Regions from separate parts of the Mus musculus genome. Here all the other regions are linked to region 1. The links are chromatin contacts, called in public HiChIP or PLAC-seq and promoter capture Hi-C maps. All regions are on one chromosome and are shown on one strand. Each heading gives the region's core, a stretch centred on a gene start, on an enhancer-like site or on the middle of the called end of the contact. The rest is flanking DNA. Distances are from core to core; before and after follow the strand shown. Region 1 overlaps Zfp704 (zinc finger protein 704). Region 2 holds the start of Zfand1 (zinc finger, AN1-type domain 1). Region 3 has its middle 9.3 kb from the start of A930014E01Rik. Region 4 has its middle 19 kb from the start of Gm46832.

The links. Promoter capture Hi-C pulls out the DNA fragments that hold promoters and counts their contacts. HiChIP or PLAC-seq counts read pairs in DNA pulled down with a chosen protein or histone mark.
Region 2: a contact with region 1 is called in a promoter capture Hi-C map of liver, with 2.1 times the contacts expected there. The contact joins the promoter of Zfand1 here to the enhancer-like site in region 1. A contact is called at or near these places in 3 of 39 promoter capture datasets (embryonic stem cells, liver and neutrophils) and 1 of 484 Hi-C or Micro-C datasets (embryonic stem cells).
Region 3: an H3K27ac HiChIP or PLAC-seq map of embryonic stem cells shows a contact between it and region 1, with 4 times the contacts expected there. The contact joins two enhancer-like sites. A contact is called at or near these places in 3 of 39 promoter capture datasets (the C10 cell line, the HPC-7 cell line and frontonasal cranial neural crest) and 2 of 115 datasets of contacts at active chromatin or transcription factors (astrocytes and embryonic stem cells).
Region 4: a contact with region 1 is called in an H3K27ac HiChIP or PLAC-seq map of epiblast stem cells, with 3 times the contacts expected there. The contact joins two enhancer-like sites. A contact is called at or near these places in 1 of 484 Hi-C or Micro-C datasets (embryonic stem cells), 3 of 115 datasets of contacts at active chromatin or transcription factors (embryonic stem cells, epiblast stem cells and pancreatic cancer cells) and 1 of 9 other capture datasets (macrophages).

The regions. Positions count from the first base shown.
Region 1 is chr3:9,518,145-9,522,274 of GRCm38.p6, forward strand. All of the region lies in intron 2 of Zfp704 (zinc finger protein 704), which reads right to left. Among named protein-coding and RNA genes, the nearest start is that of Zfp704, 90 kb to the right of the region's middle. Within about 2 kb of position 2,432, at least 163 of the 459 cell types and tissues checked have an H3K27ac peak or open chromatin away from gene starts, as enhancers often do. A contact at or near this core is called in embryonic stem cells, epiblast stem cells and liver, where this site is marked.
Region 2 is chr3:10,349,425-10,353,554 of GRCm38.p6, forward strand. It overlaps Zfand1 (zinc finger, AN1-type domain 1), which reads right to left and starts at 1,893. Exons shown (of 8, transcript NM_025512.3): 1 at 1,818-1,893. The coding sequence starts at 1,872.
Region 3 is chr3:10,305,181-10,309,310 of GRCm38.p6, forward strand. No RefSeq gene overlaps it. Among named protein-coding and RNA genes, the nearest start is that of A930014E01Rik, 9.3 kb to the left of the region's middle. Within about 2 kb of position 1,916, at least 31 of the 459 cell types and tissues checked have an H3K27ac peak or open chromatin away from gene starts, as enhancers often do. A contact at or near this core is called in embryonic stem cells, where this site is marked.
Region 4 is chr3:9,006,663-9,010,792 of GRCm38.p6, forward strand. No RefSeq gene overlaps it. Among named protein-coding and RNA genes, the nearest start is that of Gm46832, 19 kb to the right of the region's middle. Within about 2 kb of position 1,804, at least 14 of the 459 cell types and tissues checked have an H3K27ac peak or open chromatin away from gene starts, as enhancers often do. A contact at or near this core is called in embryonic stem cells and epiblast stem cells, where this site is marked.

The DNA of each region.
Region 1 (4,130 bases), core at 1,182-3,681:
AGATAAACACTGAGTCCCAAGGGCAACATGTGTTAGTTGGGAAAGACGTGGAACTCTGGAAGGAAGAAAAGAGAGGAGGAAGGAAGGAGGCTGGGGAGTTTGAAAACATCTTTTCCAGCTCCCCAGAATCTTCTGGAAGACAAAGTTAGGAACAGAAGGGAGTATTATTCAGCCCATGTCAAGAGGCATGAAAGTAATACAGACTCTAGATTAAAAACTGGAAGACATAGTTCTTAAAATGCTTTATCAAACAGGAAGGCTTAGACACTCTCTTTCCAAAGCCAGTGTTACACTAACATGAAAACCAGTATGGAAATTAATAGTTCAATTTCCTTGATGCACTCAAATACAAAAGTCCTCAACAAATGTGAGCAAACCAAGGGATTGTAGGGCCAGTACAGGGGTTAAAGGCGTTTACTATCAAACTGAGGGACTGCAGGGCCAGTACAGGGGCTAAAGGCACTCACTAGCAAACTGAGGGACTGTAGGTAGGGCCAGTACAGGGGCTAAAGGCGCTTACTATCAAACATCTAATGGCTTGAACTTGATCCCCAATATGCTCATTCTCCAAGAAACCACTCCCCCAAATTGTCCTGTGAGCTACACGCGTGCACGCACACACACACACACACACACACACACCAATAAAAATATTTACAAACTGAATTTAAAACATTAAAAGGATACAGGATGACTTGTCAATATAAGTATATCCATAGATCCAAAGAACAAATAAAATAAATCACACAATCATTATGGAGAAAGGGCCTTTAATGTATTTCTATTGTTTTCGAAGTATGTCTTGAAGATAGTAGTAGTATACATGAAGACCCCTGACACTGATGCTCAAATATGCTGCTTCATGCAGCATGTGAAAGAAGGTTCTCGAAAAGAAGCTGCATCTCCACGAAACATGCTGCAAAGAGAGTTAACTGGATGAAAATGGCCCCAAAGACTCACAGGGCGTGGTCCTGTTAGGAGGTGTGCTCTCTCTGGAGTAGGTGTGGCCTTGTTAGAGGAAGTATGACACCAGGGTGGGCTTTCTTGCTGCCTGCTGATCCAGGTGTATCTTCGGCTATCTATTTCTCCAACACCATGTGTGCCTTGGCGCCACCGTGCTTACCCCTGTGATGATAATGGGCTAACTCTGAACTGTGAGCCAGACCCAAGTAAATGGTTTCCTTTATAAGAGTTGCTGTGGTCATGGTGTCTCTTCACAGCACTAGAAACCCCAACTAAGACACCAACCAAAAGGCTAACAGTGTCATTACGTAAGGTGGGAGGCCTCCAGCAGAAGTACCTCCACTCTGCTTCAACCTGCCCACCTAATGTCCCCAGCAATGTCTGTGAAAGGTGTCTTGATTTATGGCTTTGTTCTGTTAGTACAAAGGCTTTGTTAAACTGCTTCCGTGTGAGAACAAGTAATTTGAGGTAACCTAAATGTGTCCTCGGGCCACGCTCATTCATATTTGTCTACAGAATAAGCTTTCTCCCTTTGAGGTCAGAACTGTAAGTTTTTGCTCAACCATCACACGTCACTGTTTGTTTCTGGACTGCAATGCAGCTTTGTTCCTAAGTTATAGTCTCTTGTTATGAAGCCTGGAGGTTTAGAACCAACTCCATGCTGAGTTTAACTGCTCCTCAGTAATACATCCAGCACAGATGATTTCATTATGGAATGTGGCCTGGCTACTTTGCAGTATTTTCTGAGGCATAGGAAGCTTTTATCATAAAAATCAAAACAACATTAATCTGCAAACGTGTCACTTTACTTTCACTGCCAAGGAAAAAAGATAAAAAGAAGAAACAAACTGAGATAAGGCAAACCTATACCAAAAACCTCGACCAAAACAACAATCAAAGCAGCTCCCTCCGTCCCTCCCCTCGGGGCAGTCGGGTTTAGGAGCTGAGGTTTCAGAGTCTACTTTACTTAATTGCTAAAGGCAAGAGCACAGCAGGGGGTTTGAACCTCCTTCTTTGTGGCTCCCGGCTCTGCTTCTGGCGAAAGCAATCTTTAAATTCAGTGCTCTCAAACAGGCCCCACAGGCCCCACCGGCCCCTTGCTGTTCAACTTGGAGAAGATTTAAACTGGTAAAGAGCAGGCCGCTGTCTGCAGGACAGGTGAGACGGGCTCAGATTTCACAGCTGGCTGGGAGGCGAGCTAACACAAAGCATCGCAGGGGTGTTTTCACACCTTTATAAACAGTCTGTGTTTAAACACCACCCGTACAGTGCTTCTTTCCCAGTCCCTCAAAGCTGGCCACTGCTGTGTGTTTAATTACACTCCTAAATCTGAAAAAATCAAAACAGCCAGCAAGGTTGATCTGCATTCTTTGGCTGGAGCCGCCGCGTGTGCAAAGCCAACCTGCCCGGGCTCCTGTTTCTACTTTCCTCAGTGCAGCCTGCAGCCCAGCCAAACCTCCTCCTGGAGGGCGGCGAGCACAGAGCACAGAGCACACCAACTGCCGGCGCGAGGAAGCAGTCTTCCCCACCACACACTGTATTGAGAGCCATCTCTTGGCAATGCAAACATGTTTCTGGGCTTAGTGCCACTCAGACAACACACACACACACACACACACACACACACTGACAGAGAAACCGGTTTGGTCTTGTTCCAGGGCTCAGTCCAAACAACCGAAGTTAAATGTAGCTTTCATTGTTGATGCCTTTCTGTGTCAAATATCAATCTTTCCGCAAAAGCAGCAGGGACGGATGTAGCTATGAAGAAGGTTTTCCCTCCCCCACTCTAAAGAGGAAAATATATTTCACTCTCTAAGGGAGCATTTGCTAAAGAAGGAAGCAATGAAACAGAGGCCACAATGTTTTAGAATTTTAAAAAATAACACCAGCTGTGGCGCACGCCTTTAATCCCAGCACTTGGGAGGCAGAGGCAGGCGAATTTCTGAGTTCGAGGCCAGCCTGGTAAGTTCCAGGACAGCCAGGACTACACAGAGAAACCCTGTCTTGAAAAAACAAACAAACAAAAAAATACAATTCATGCTAGGGCTGTCAACTTTCCCAGGCAGAGTAACCCCAGAGAACAGTTAAGCCCCAAACTTGCTACAGAGCTGATGGGAAAAGCTGTGAAGACCCGCAGAGCCTCTGCACCCCTCCCAGGGCAGGCCCTTGCTCTCCAGCATGATGCAGGTCCACCACAAGGAAGAGAAATGGCATACAAAGGCACAGAGGCATGCAGCCTAGAGCAAACTGCTGCAGGTCTCCCTTGCCGGCTCCAAACACTCCAACACCACACTGTATTATCAGAAACAAACAAATCAAATGTCTCCTGACCACTCCCCACCCAACGTCTGCCCAGGTGAGGCTGCCCATGAAGGTGGGACCAAGCAGGGTGGGTAGTTAGTGATCTGGGCACTTCCTCCACACTAAGGCAGAGTCACTTTAACCAGTGTAAGAAATACGCAAAAGGAAAGAACAAATGGATCTACAGCGCTGCTGTCATGCTTTCCATGATAAGATTGTAACAAAAAATTAACTTGACTACTTATTTTTAAAAATCTTCTTAAACTTGAAAATACTAACTAGTATGTATAAATGTGAAGTGACTTCATCTGACATGAAATATGAACTCTGAGAGCTCCAGGGAAGTCTGTACAATACTTCTTTCCTGCATTGGATTTTGTACATTGACCAATACAAAAGCACTTAATAAAAATATCCTTGGTGCTCCAGACTTAAAACTGCTCACAGGTTCCCTCCCTCATGGCTGCTCTGGTGTAACTGTTCCTGGAATCCATGCACAGAGGCCTTCAGTCCTTGGTTGCTCGGGGTGGCACTACTGGGAGGTGCCGCCCACACAGAGCCCATGGATGAGTGCTAGACCGCTTCACAGACTGCCCCAGACAGAATTATGAGATGCTGACCCTATCTATCTATCTATCTATCTATCTATCTATCTATCTATCTATCTATCTATCTTGCCTTTTCCCTTTCTGCTTCCTGGCTGGTGATCTGAGCTGCTCCACCCCACCCTCCACCCACAGCCCAAAGCATGGAGCCAGCTGACCCTGCACTGACCTTTTTTCTTTACAAATTAACTCGGGTTATTGTGTTAGAGCAACAGAAACTGGCACCCAGATCTAAGGTAGGACTGTCAACTGAGCTCTGCT
Region 2 (4,130 bases), core at 643-3,142, 830 kb after region 1:
AGACTCTAGAGTGCTGGAAATACAGTATGAGCCCCCATACCTGGCTCAGTCACTTTCTAACTGACTTCAATCTATCTCATATATGAATCCCAGCAAGTGGCCACATAAGCTACACAAACCCAGTCACACTGCTTTCACAATGGCAACCAGACAGTACTGCTCAGTCCTTTACAGAGAACTTTAATAGTCCAGAAAAGATACCTTGTAGGGTATCTTAATCCAAAATGCCAAGAGGGTCCCCCTAGGTAATCATGCTTGCAGACTAAGGGCCCGAATGTTTTCCTAGAATGAGAAGCGCCTAGTGAGCTATCACTATTGTTATTAAACGAATCATAATACTGTGAGCTTCAATTTCATGCCAAGAAATTAGAGATATGTGTCAATATGTAAACTCAAACACATAATCTGCAGAATTTTTATACTTTTTTAGATTTATTTTTCTTATTATTGTGTGTGTGTGTTGTGTTTTCTTGTTTGACACAAATGGAGGGTGGAGGATAACTTTTCGGGAATCAGTTCTCTCTTCCCACTGTGATTTTGAGGCAGGGTCTGTCTTACTCCTGGCTAGTGCCTCTGAATGAGGGTCCTGCCTACAGCCATGCTCCTGTCTGAGACACACGCCGAGGTTTGGATTACAGACTTTGTCACTGGCCCATTATGTCACTTTCAATGGGAAAAATTGGTTGTGTTTGCTATTTTGAGACTTAGAGGGTTCAAGCAAGTATTATATGCCATTCAAGGTAGCCCAGGAGGAAGAGTTATGATTAAAATAATTTCTTAGCATCACATATCCCTACTTAACTGCACCCCCTTTCTGCTAGTCCAAGAGATAGGCCTCATCTTAATAACACTACAGATATGTGAAACTGGAAAGGATGAGCTATATCACAGATGGTAGATATATTTAGACATACTAGTAAATCAACCTGACAAGATGTATATAACTTAACAGTCAAATTCAAATAGCCAAGCTTCCCTAGGAAAGGACTACATGGGGAAAAAAAACCAAAAAACAAAAACAAAATTGATCTGCTGAGTGAATGGTAAAGGACATATACAACAACACGTCCTGTCTTGCCTTTGCTTAGTGCAGGCATCACCTACTGCAGGAATCCAGGCCAAACCCAAGAGCTGCATTCAAGACCTTGTTAGGAACTAACAGAAGCTGCAGCATGAGGAAACCCTCTGCTCACATTTGGAGTGCGATCTAACAGACTGTGAGCCTGACGCTTTAAGGACTTGCCGGCTATAGGAGTCTAAACACCCTGAACTTTGACGCATACCACCAGGGCCTATGTTTATGACAAGGTCTACCATTACCATAGTATTTATTAAACCTTCCTAAAATGTGGTTTACTGATCTGCAACTAATAGCTTAAGTTAATATTAGAAACACCAAGACGTCTAAAAACCTGCGAACACACTGCTGAAAACTGATGCTCTTCAACGCATTTGTCAGACAAAAAAATAAAAAATCAATCAAGAAAAAGCCTGGGAAAGTGGATGCTCCACGGTGGCAATGGTAAGGACCGAGGGGAACTGGAGTCCTGATCTAAGTCGCTTCGCCGACCAGGGCTTCTTGAGCAAGGCCATCTGGATACCCCGAGGAGTCTGCAAGGTGTGCATTCGGGATCTGCGTGCAAACCAAGGGAGCCACAAAGTTCGCCCCTACACCGAGGAACAGTAACAAAGACACCACCAGTATCACCCTGGAAGGTCGCTCACGCCCCGCGTCCTCCCTCACCCGCCGCCACCGCCCCGGCCGTCAGAACCCGGCCCAGGTCTCCCGCGGATGAAAATGGGGCTTCCAGCGTCACCTCGCTGCCGGCAGTGCTGCACCTGGCAGTGCTGCCCAATGTCCAACTCCGCCATCTTTCCACCGCCGCAAGGGCAGGGGGCGGGGCAGCGCTGGGAACGTCAGTCCGGAGCGGGCAGGACCGAGGGCGGGGCGTCCTGTGAGGTGGGTGGGGCCTGTAGTGGGGCAAGGCGGGGCTTTCGGGGGCGGGACCCCCGGTGGGGTGGGGCGGGACTCCGCGATGGGGCGAGGCGAGCATGCGGGGCGGGGCCCACAGGAGAGGCGGGGCCTTGAAGACACTTGCGCGCTTCCTGGAGGTTCCAGCACTCTCCAGAAAGAGAAGAGACTTAGTAGAACTCAATTCTTGTAGCTGAGGTTCTCGGGCTCAAATTTGAGAAAAACCTAGCTCCTCTTTTGGAAACTGCACTCGCTGTTCTCTACATTGAGTCTCCAAAATTGAGAACTCCCTCACGAAGATTTCTTGATTTCTTAAGTAACTGTATTCCCAGGAGCCAACAAAGACCTGGCAAGAAGGAGCTAAAGGAGTCTGCAACCCTATAGGTAGAACAACAATATGAACTAACCAGTACCCCCAGAGCTCATGTATATGTAGCAGAAGATGGCCTAGTCGGTCATCATTGGGAAGAGAGGCCCCTTGGTCTTGCAAACTTTATATGCCCCAGTACAGGGGAACGCCAGGGCCAAGAAGTGGGAGTGGGTGGGTAGGAGAGTGGGGGGAGGGCATGGGGGACTTTTGGGATAGCATTGGAAATGTAATTGAAGAAAATACCTAATTAAAAAAAAAAGAATGCTAGCAAAAAAAAAAAATGTTATAGCAATCAAGAGAGGTACCGGGACACTGATTACTATATTGTCTTGATGTTTTAGTTTGAAGTAAATGCCCTCACCATGAAAGCATTAGGCTTTTGTTTTTAATTTAAAGGCTTCTTTTAATTATTTGTTAAAATTCTAGTAAGGAAAAAAAAAAATACATGCAACTAAAGTGTACATCGCTCCTCGGTTAGGAGAGCACACTGCAGAGGCAAGCTCCTAGGTCATAGGATGAAGGGAGCTGTTTGATGTCTGACGAGCCTCTTCATTAGAACTAAGGGGAGGCCTTGCCTTGTAGGTGGGGTAGGAAGGGATGTCTTTCTACTGACAAGACACTGGACACAATCAGAGTGGATGAGTGACAATCAGCTGCAGACCTGAATAGTCTCCCATGTGACTTAAGGGTACTCAAATGCTCTCCTGAAGAGTAAAGTGAATACAATTGCCACACACCATACTTTTTCAGTGCATTCTGGATATTCGAACAGACACCACAGGCTTGGGCAGCAAACAGTTTTTTCAGAGAGCTAACTCCCAGCCCTTGCGATTTCTTGAATCTAAGGCTCAGCAACTTACGTTTTACTAATGTTGGTACAGTCAAGCAACAGTAGATTTTCTAGAATGTTACCGTGACTGAATGTTCTAAATAGATGGCAAATATATATCCCACCAATCCAATCAGAACATTTCTTTTTCAGCTCTTGGAGATCTCATAGCAGCCCAAGACTAAAGTTTAGCTACTCCTATCCCCGAGTCTCCTTTTCTGGTTTTTTCTTTAGATATTATTTACCAAAATCTATCTCTCCATCTATTTGTGTTCAACCCCTTTGTTAAATATATCCTCACTGATGAAATTCCAGTGATAAATGAATCAGAAACTCCTCTACCTCCATACTTAGTCATGACAACTTTTTTTAAAAACATGAGCTCTCGGGCTGGTGAGATGGCTCAGTGGGTAAGAGCACCCGACTGCTCTTCCGAAGGTCCGGAGTTCAAATCCCAGCAACCACATGGTGGCTCACAACCACTCACAATGAGATCTGACTCCTTCTTCTGGAGTGTCTGAAGACAGCTACAGTGTACTTACATATTAAAAAAAAAAAAAAGAACAATAAATAACAATAAATAAAGGGGTGGATGTAGTGCACACTTGTATGTAGTCAAATATTCATACATGTAAAATAAAAATCTTTTAAAAAAAAAAAAAAAAAACATGAGCTCTCCATTTCTAGCAGTCTGTTATGAGTACATGCTCTGTGTTATTTGACAATAAAACTTAAGTGCAAAATGAAGGCTTTTTTTTTTCCTGTACCATTCCATTTCTAACTAAAGCAGTCTACTGCACTAGGAAGCACAAATGCATGCCCAAACCTGCCCTTTCTTATGTGTGCCATGGAAATGCCCCCTAAACACCATGGAGTCTTCTTTAGAAACATTCTTCATTCTCTATTTATTCTCTGGATTATTTTTATGAGTAAAAAGTCATTTCCTTGCCCAAGATATC
Region 3 (4,130 bases), core at 666-3,165, 790 kb after region 1:
AATAAGCAACTGTGGCAATGTGTAAACAGTCACAAATCAGAGACAATCAGAATTGCAGTGCCAGAAGCGCTATACATGGGCTTCTGTACTTCTTTCTCCCTTCCTTCCTTCCTTTTTTTGTTTTTTGGTTTTTTTTCCGAGACAGGGTTTCTCTGTGTACCCTTGGATGTCCTGGAACTCACTCTGGCCTCAAACTCAGAAATCCACCTGCCTCTGCCTCCCACCACACCCAGCTCTTTCTTTTTCTAAGACAGGGTTTCCTATATCCCAGGTGACCCCACACTTGCTACATACACATACGATAAAGAATAACCCTGACTCCCTGCTCCTCCTGCCTCGACCTCTGCCACCGACCGGGCCCAGTAGGCCCCCCTCAATTCGTGGGAATCAGGGGTTCAGACAGACGGGCATAGAGTCGGCGGGAATTGACAGACAGACACAGAACGAGAGAGTGTGCTGGATCTGAATGTAATTTGTCAAATCCAGCATCAAACTTTTTATACAGAAGAAAATAGGGAAGTTAGGTGACACACCAACAAGGTACAAAGAGGTTACTGGATTCTTACACAAAACAGAGGAATGCAAACAGGGAAGGACTGGCAGGAACCAACTGGGATAAAATTCAATGTCAACAACTGGGAATCAAAGGCAGCCCCACCTAAGGTCAGCTTAATCTTAGAAGCCAGGGGCAAGGGCTTCGTGCCCTTGCCATAGTTCCTACTCTAGTCTATTGTATAGTCCACCTTCCCCCTAGGCCATTGTAAATACCTGTGTATGGGTGTAACTCAGCTATCTATAGTTCTAAGTATCTACTCTGGTTCCTCTTTAGGTCACAAACTTCCATCTTCCTAGATAATGGTAAATTTCTGTGTAGGGCAGTGACTTAGCTATTCATGCCCAAGGTCGGATCAAGGACTGCCTAGAATCTAACTTAGCTATATGTCAAAATATCAATCCTTAGGAGCACTTGTAATTAAGCAATATTAAGGGAAAGCACACAGATCCATTTACCAACTAAAGCAAGGACATTGGAGCATTCGTTATACAGGATGCCACGGTTCCAGGAGACTAAGTTTCTGTGAACTTTTCGCCTCGGGACAGCACCCAGGCTTGTCACTATTGGAGTGGATGTAGCATACCTCCTCACAGCTGGAATTACACACATACCTCACCATGTTTGAGTGTTCTTCTGGCTTCCGGGGATTGAACCCAGGGCCTTGTGAGGGCTCAGCACATAGTCTACAACTGACAGAGAAAGGCAGACCTCTCAGAGGAAGAAGTGATGCTTCCTGGAAGAAGTAACAGGTAAACTAAGATAAAATGTGTAAGCAGAAGTTAGACACGGGAATGTCAGTAGAATATGAGTTCAGGTGGGGCTCACAATGAAAAGTGAAGGTTAGAATTAACAAAATAAAAATAAGTCCAAACACAGCTTACAAGAGAAAATAAGGTATATTGCTGAGGTTAAAAGCATCCAGCCCACCTCTGTCTGGTGCAGGTACCATCTTCAATGGCCGTGCAGTCCACATTAGTAAGTTTAGACTGTATTTTAGGAGAACGGGGGACCTTGCCCTTCCTCATGAGAGATCATTTTGATGTATGATGTGAAAACAGAAGACAGTAAAGAAACACGGAAGGAGAGCTCTTCCCCTGCTTGTAGAAGAGCCACAGGCACCACCCCCACTGCTGCTACCCCACCCCCACCCCCACTCTACCCGATGCACTGCACAGCCTGCCTGCCCTGACGACAGCTAGGGTGGCTCTGCAAGCTGCAGCCATCTGGCGGTGTGGGACCTGGGGTGCCTGGATGTTATGAGACCAGAGAAGTGATGATGATGTTACTCCAGTATTCTTTAGTATAATTCTTTGTGTTCACCACCTCATTCTTCCATGAAGTGGTGGAGCATGGTGCACTAGCGCCCTCTGCTGTATACTGCTGGGGCTGCCACAAACGGCCCAAGAAAAGAAAGCTAGCCCTGTAAATCTTTCCAAAGTGGGTCGATTACTTTGGAGGGATATTAAAATATATTAATGGGGAAACTATTCTCAATACGATAACAAAGGACAGCTATTGTATTTTGCATATGTTCATGAAAAATTAACTACCTTAAAAAATGAATCACATATATGGGTACCCCAGCTCTGGTTAAGGGAATGTGAGCACAATTCAGAAAGATTTCCCTTGTGTTATTTATTTTTTAAAATTTAATTTAGGGGCTGGTGAGATGGCTCAGTGGGTAAGAGCACCCGACTGTTCTTCCGAAGGTCCAGAGTTCAAATCCCAGCAACCACATGGTGGCTCACAACCATCTGTAACAAGATCTGACCCCCTCTTCTGGAGTGTCTGAAGACAGATACAGTGTACTTACTTACATATAATAAATAAATAAATCTTAAAAAAAAATTAATTTTACAGGGATGGAGGATCAAACTCAGGGCCTGACATTTGCTAGGCACCCATACCACCAGCACTATACCCACCAGCACTACTGGCTTGAATACTGTATTAATGTCAAAGGTTGGCTTGTTATTATTTGAATGAGATATAAAACAGAGCAGAAATAAGCATGCTGGAACAATACCACGATTCCCTGTGAGTTGTCTGCCATCTAGTGTTCATTTTTGGAACTTAAAAAAGTTAATTAAATCCCCACCACCACCAGCCACCCAAGCAAAGAGCTGACCCAGCAACATTTTTACAGGAAGGTTTCAAAGGGTACCACACAACTCTTGCTTTGTGGAGGGAGAGTCAGGGGGATACATAATCTAGACTTGTAAGAAATCAAAGCTAGGCGGTGGTGGCGCACACCTTTAATCTCAGCACTTGGGAGGCAGAGGCAGGCGATTTCTGAGTTCAAGGCCAGCCTGGTCTACAAAGTGAGTTCCAGGACAGCCAGGGATATCCAGAGAAACCCTGTCTAGAAAAAGAAAGGAAGAAAGGAAGGAAGGAAGGAAGGGAGGGAGGGAGGGAGGGAGGGAGGGGGAGAGAGAGAGAGAGAGAGAGAGAGAGAGAGAGAGAGAGAGAGAGAAAGAGAAAGAAAGAAAGAAAGAAAGAAAGAAAGAAAGAAAGAAAGAAAGAAAGAAAGAAAGAAAGAAAGAAAGAAAGAAAGAAAGAAATCAGTTATTTCTGGGAGACAAATGTTGATCTTAGCTACCGGACAGTATTACTTGGGAAAAAGAAAATACAGATAGTCTACAACACTCCGGCCTGGAACATGCTGGCTCACTGGCTTGGACCTCAGCAGTGACACAAGTTCAAAGCTCTCAGATGATTCCCAGATGTGCAGCCAGGGTTTTCCTCAGGAGTTCATGGCTTAGCTAGGTCATCTGCACAGGGAACGTCTGCTGATGGAAAAGCATCTGTTTCCATGGAGATCACAGCCTCTCTTAGAATTACTGTTTGTTGTTACTGTTGTCGTTTATTGAGATGGATCCTGCTCTGGAGGCCTTGGCTGGGTGGGTATTCATTATGTATCCTAGGCTGGCCTCGAACTCATGGCAATTCTCGTACCTCGGCTTCTCAAATGCTGGGATTACAAGTGTACACTATCACTAGTCCTGGCAGTTTATGAGTAATCAATAGGCTGACTATGCAGCATTCCCCATAATGCATGGTACAATGTGCTCTATAAATGCAAACCTTTAGAGACAATGTTTCTCTAGGAAGCCCAAGGTAACCTAGATTACTCTAGCCTAGAATATAAGCAAAGAGCGGGCTTGAACATAGGAATCTCTTGTTTCAATAAATGTTAAAAACATTTATTATCAACTAAAATACCTTGAAAGTTAAAGGCTTCTGACCTTGAAACTCCCTGGGCCCTGGCTGGTTTTCCTTCTACACCCACCATCTGCAGTGAAACCACAGCCAAGATGCAGATTTCATTCAGAAAGACCCTCACTGCAAAGAGCATCACACTCAATGTTGAGCATCCAGGCACTATAAAAGATGTAAAGGCAAGATCCAAGATAAGGAAGGGCTTCCTCCTCATCACAAGAATTGATAAGCTGCTAGGAGAAATGGTACTTTGTCTGACTACAGCATCCCAGAGTCCACTCTATGGGGGTGGAGACTTCATGATGGCCCTGCGGAGGAAGAACATACCACGCTTCCCTAAAATACTCCAAGGAGC
Region 4 (4,130 bases), core at 554-3,053, 510 kb before region 1:
TATAAGAAACAGTAGATTAGTTTCCCAAAACATTAACTGAAGCAAGCACAAGTATTGAAGAGAAGAGGAAAGAAGGTATAGATGTATGGTATGGCAATTTTAGCCTGCAGAAGACACTAGGTTTGTTCTCTGGCCCAGTCACTAAACAAATAAATAATGGGGGAAGGAAGGGAGGGAGGGAGGGAGGGAGAAGGGAAGGGAGGGAGGGAGGAAGGGGGAATGTGGTATTCTGCCCTATCATGCATACCTCCCTAAACTGACAGCCAGCAAAAATCACACCAAGTAGAAGACATTGGAAGCTTCCTGAAGTGGCAGCCCTGAGTCTGGGGTATGGACGGGGAAACAGGTAGTAACGCAGATGCTGGCTTTCTCTGCTTCTCTCCTTGACTCTGCATTAGAGCATCAGCTACTCCTTGACCACACTTCCAACCAAGAGTAGCCATCGAAAAGTTTATCCTGGGAAAGAGGCCAAAAGCCCTGACAATGTATGGAAGCCTGCCAAAGCAGGAGCTTTCATAATGCATGCCTGCAGAGGCTCATGGGTCTAGAGAAAGGGTACAGTGTGAACAGAGGCATCTGTTTGATAGTGAGGCCTCCTTCCCCACACACACTGCAGTTGTTTTCTAAAGCTAGGAGCCCGGGCTGTGGTCTTTCAGGAGACCTAGAGTTGCCAGATAAAATACAGGACACCTACTTCAATTTAAATTTCAAATACATAACAAGTGTGTTTGTTTGTTTTACTACTAGCTTATTCCCCCATAATATTGCAATATATTTTACTGAATTTTGTTTTCATTATTCACCCAAAATTCTTAGGCATCCTAAATATTTTTATTTGCTAAGTGTGCTGACCCCAGGGCAGTTCTGACTTGCTGGCTAATCAAGAGGCAGCTCAAAGCACAGTCTGGAAGTCATCATAATCCAGAAGACCAGCCTTCCCTGCATGGACGTGAAAATTCAAGGCGCTAAAGGGCTAAGAGGCCCAAGAAGTCAAGACTGACTTTGGAAAGAGATCAATTTAGTGTCGTGTATTAACACTGGATTGCTTAAGGCAATATTATAGCTATCTCTTATATCCTCACAGGTGTATAAAAGACGGTGGAGATGAAATGAAGAAGTTAGAAATGTACAGAAACAGGTATTGCCTGGGAAGAGTACTTAACAGTAATGGAGGTTTGACGTGCAATCCCTAAGGAGGAACGGGAAATGCTCTCACCGCATTGATCTGGGCTATGTTGATAAAAGCTATAGACCACTTAACTCCCCTTGTATGTTTTTAAGCCACTCTGCATTCTGGGCATTTATCAAGCTACGTTATGAGGGCTGGGAAGGAAGAAAACACAGAAGCAGCGCAGCCCCCTTTCTCCTGAGCATCTGCTGTTGCTGCTGTCAAGGGGTCTCATTTTTCCCATCTATCCTGAAGACAACCCAGAGCATAAATATCATCACTATCTTAGAATCATTGATAATATTGGTTTTTTGGTTTTGCTTTTGTTTTGTTTTTGTTTTTTTCAAGACAGGGTTTCTCTTTATAGCCCTGGCTGTCCTGGAACTCACTCTGTAGACCAGGCTGGCCTTGAACTCAGAAATCTGCCTGCTTCTGATTCCCGAGTGCTGGGATTAAAGGCATGCGCCACCACCACCACCACACACACACATACACACACACACACACACACCCGGCAAGCTCAGCTTTCCTAAGTATAAGTTCCAGTTGCCTGCAAATAGGCTAGGCTAGGACCACAAGAACAGGAGCAGTGCTGAATACCCAGCATGGCCACTGCTCGCTCAAAGGCAACGCTACAATACTGTTACTATGTAGCTGAATCAGCACTGGCCATCACTATCCTGGGCCTCTCACTGAAATGTCTCTGGTTCAATCTCCTCATCTCTAAAATCTGTGGTCATGCTTTACGATAAAACCACCACATACCAAAAGTATTTAAAATGTACTCTACTGACATAAAATTTATATACCATAAAATCCATTCTTTGGAGAGTTCACTGGTTTTAAGTTCTCTTCCCAACTTATATCCATGCTTACTCCTCCCCAAGGCTACTAAAGTTACAGTCAGGTGACAAGTCCACAAGGACAAAGAGTACACAAAGTTAAGTGATGCTAATTGATCTCCCAGGGCTGAGCACTGGGAAGCGGGCAGGGGAGGAGGCCATGCACATTCACAAACAAGCATCAGGAGTTGGTGGTACAAAAGAGAGTTCAAAAAAGAAAAGAAAACAAACAAAAAACAAGGATAAACCCAGGCGTGTAGTGCACACCTTAAATACTCAAGGGATCAGGATAGGAGCGGGAGAATCACAAGGTCAAGATTATCCAGGCCAGCCTAGGCTATCTGAGGCTCTGTCTCGAGAATGGGGAAAAAGCAAAAGGATGAGCTGAAGGGCTAACAGGAAGTGGGCAGTCCCTTCTTCCCCAAAAAGGCGGTAAGGAAGAGAGATGTGGGAGGCACACAGACAAAAGTAACAATTAGAAAAATAATAATTCACAAGGGAAAACAACTATACATATTGAAGGAAAAAAATGGACTTTTGAAGTTGTCACTGTTACATTCAAGATGAAAAACATTCTTTGGTTGGTGCATAACTCAGTGTGTGTGTGTCCCCTTGCACAGCAAAGATGCACAAAAATATGTGAATCCTGCCAGGCAGCAGCGCTGTACACCTTAATCCTATCACTAAAGAAGCAGTGGCCAGCCTTGTCTACAAAGTGAGTTCCAGGACAGCCAGAGCTCCAGAGCTACATAGAGAGACTCTGCCTCAAAAGTAAATAAATAAATAAAAACAAATGTATATATTGCATATATGTGTTGCATATAAATATGTTGAGTGCATGTGTGTGTGTGTGTGTGTGTGTGTGTCCTAATCTTCAGACCCTGTGACAGGAAAAACAACTTTATAAGGTAAAGCCAGAGATGCTGAAACAGGGAAACTAAGCTAAGGAATTTTGCCTAAATTATTTCGTAGGCCCAATCTAAAGAGCCAGGCATAGTGGTACATGCCAGGAGTCCCAGCTCTAGGCAAAAAGCAAATTAAAAACAACAACAACAACAAAAAACAAAACAAAACAAAGGAGTCCCCTCTGACTAGAAGCTGAGACATGCCACAAAGAAACACAGAGTGTAGAAAACATGAGAGGAAGTTGACCCTCTGTTATTATTTCAAGATGGATGAAGACAGCCATGAGCCAAGGACTGTAGAGATGAGCTAGAAGCTAGAAGAGTTCCTGACTGACATCCATCAGAAATCAACCTCTGCCAATGACCTTAACAAGCAAAGCACTGGGATTTCTCAAGAGTCTCCAGGAAGCACGCAGCCCTCCGAGGGCCTTGTTCTGTACATAGCAGAGCACTGATTGTCATAGTTATAAAGTGGCATATGATTCAACCTACTATACAAAGTAAATTTCCAAAAGGTGAGGCAGAAGATAGAACTGAAAAATAGAGAAGAAAATTACAAGACTGATCCAAGAGGCCAACCGTCCAAAAGGAATTTAAGGAAGAGAGATGGGACAGAATTTCCAGACTGAGAGCATTCGCTGAGAACCCAGAGCAAGGTGCACACTCAGAACAATGGAGACAAAGACCCCACAGTGTTAGAGATGAGGGAGAAGCCCCATGGACAGCAACATATGTCACTGGTGCTCTTGAGAAATGAAGATAAGGTGCTTATGAAGGAAGATAAAATATTGTAACTTGTGAGTTGTTTAGGAGCCCACTGCCCCGGCCTGGGACTGAGAACAAAGCAGAACAGCCCCCAGGCATGGTTGTTAAGGCATTCCTAAGAACATCTTGACTGTAAAGATAAAAAGGTATGCAAGGACCAGCAGGGCTATATTATCTAAGTCAACACCATCTGGCCGGAACCTCCCCTCTGTCTATTGCCCCTTGACACCGGGTAGTCATACATCAACTGGTTGCTATGTGAACAAAGATGAGCCCCCAGCCCACAGGAACAAAGTCCTGATGCCCTTTCTGTTAATGTTTGAATAAGCCAATAGTGTGTCGCTATGCTGAATTCCACGCCCCTAAGCCCCTTACCCCATAAAAACCCCTAGCTTTCAAGCCTCGTGGCCGACATTCATTATCTCCTGTGTGGGATGCATGTCAGTCCGG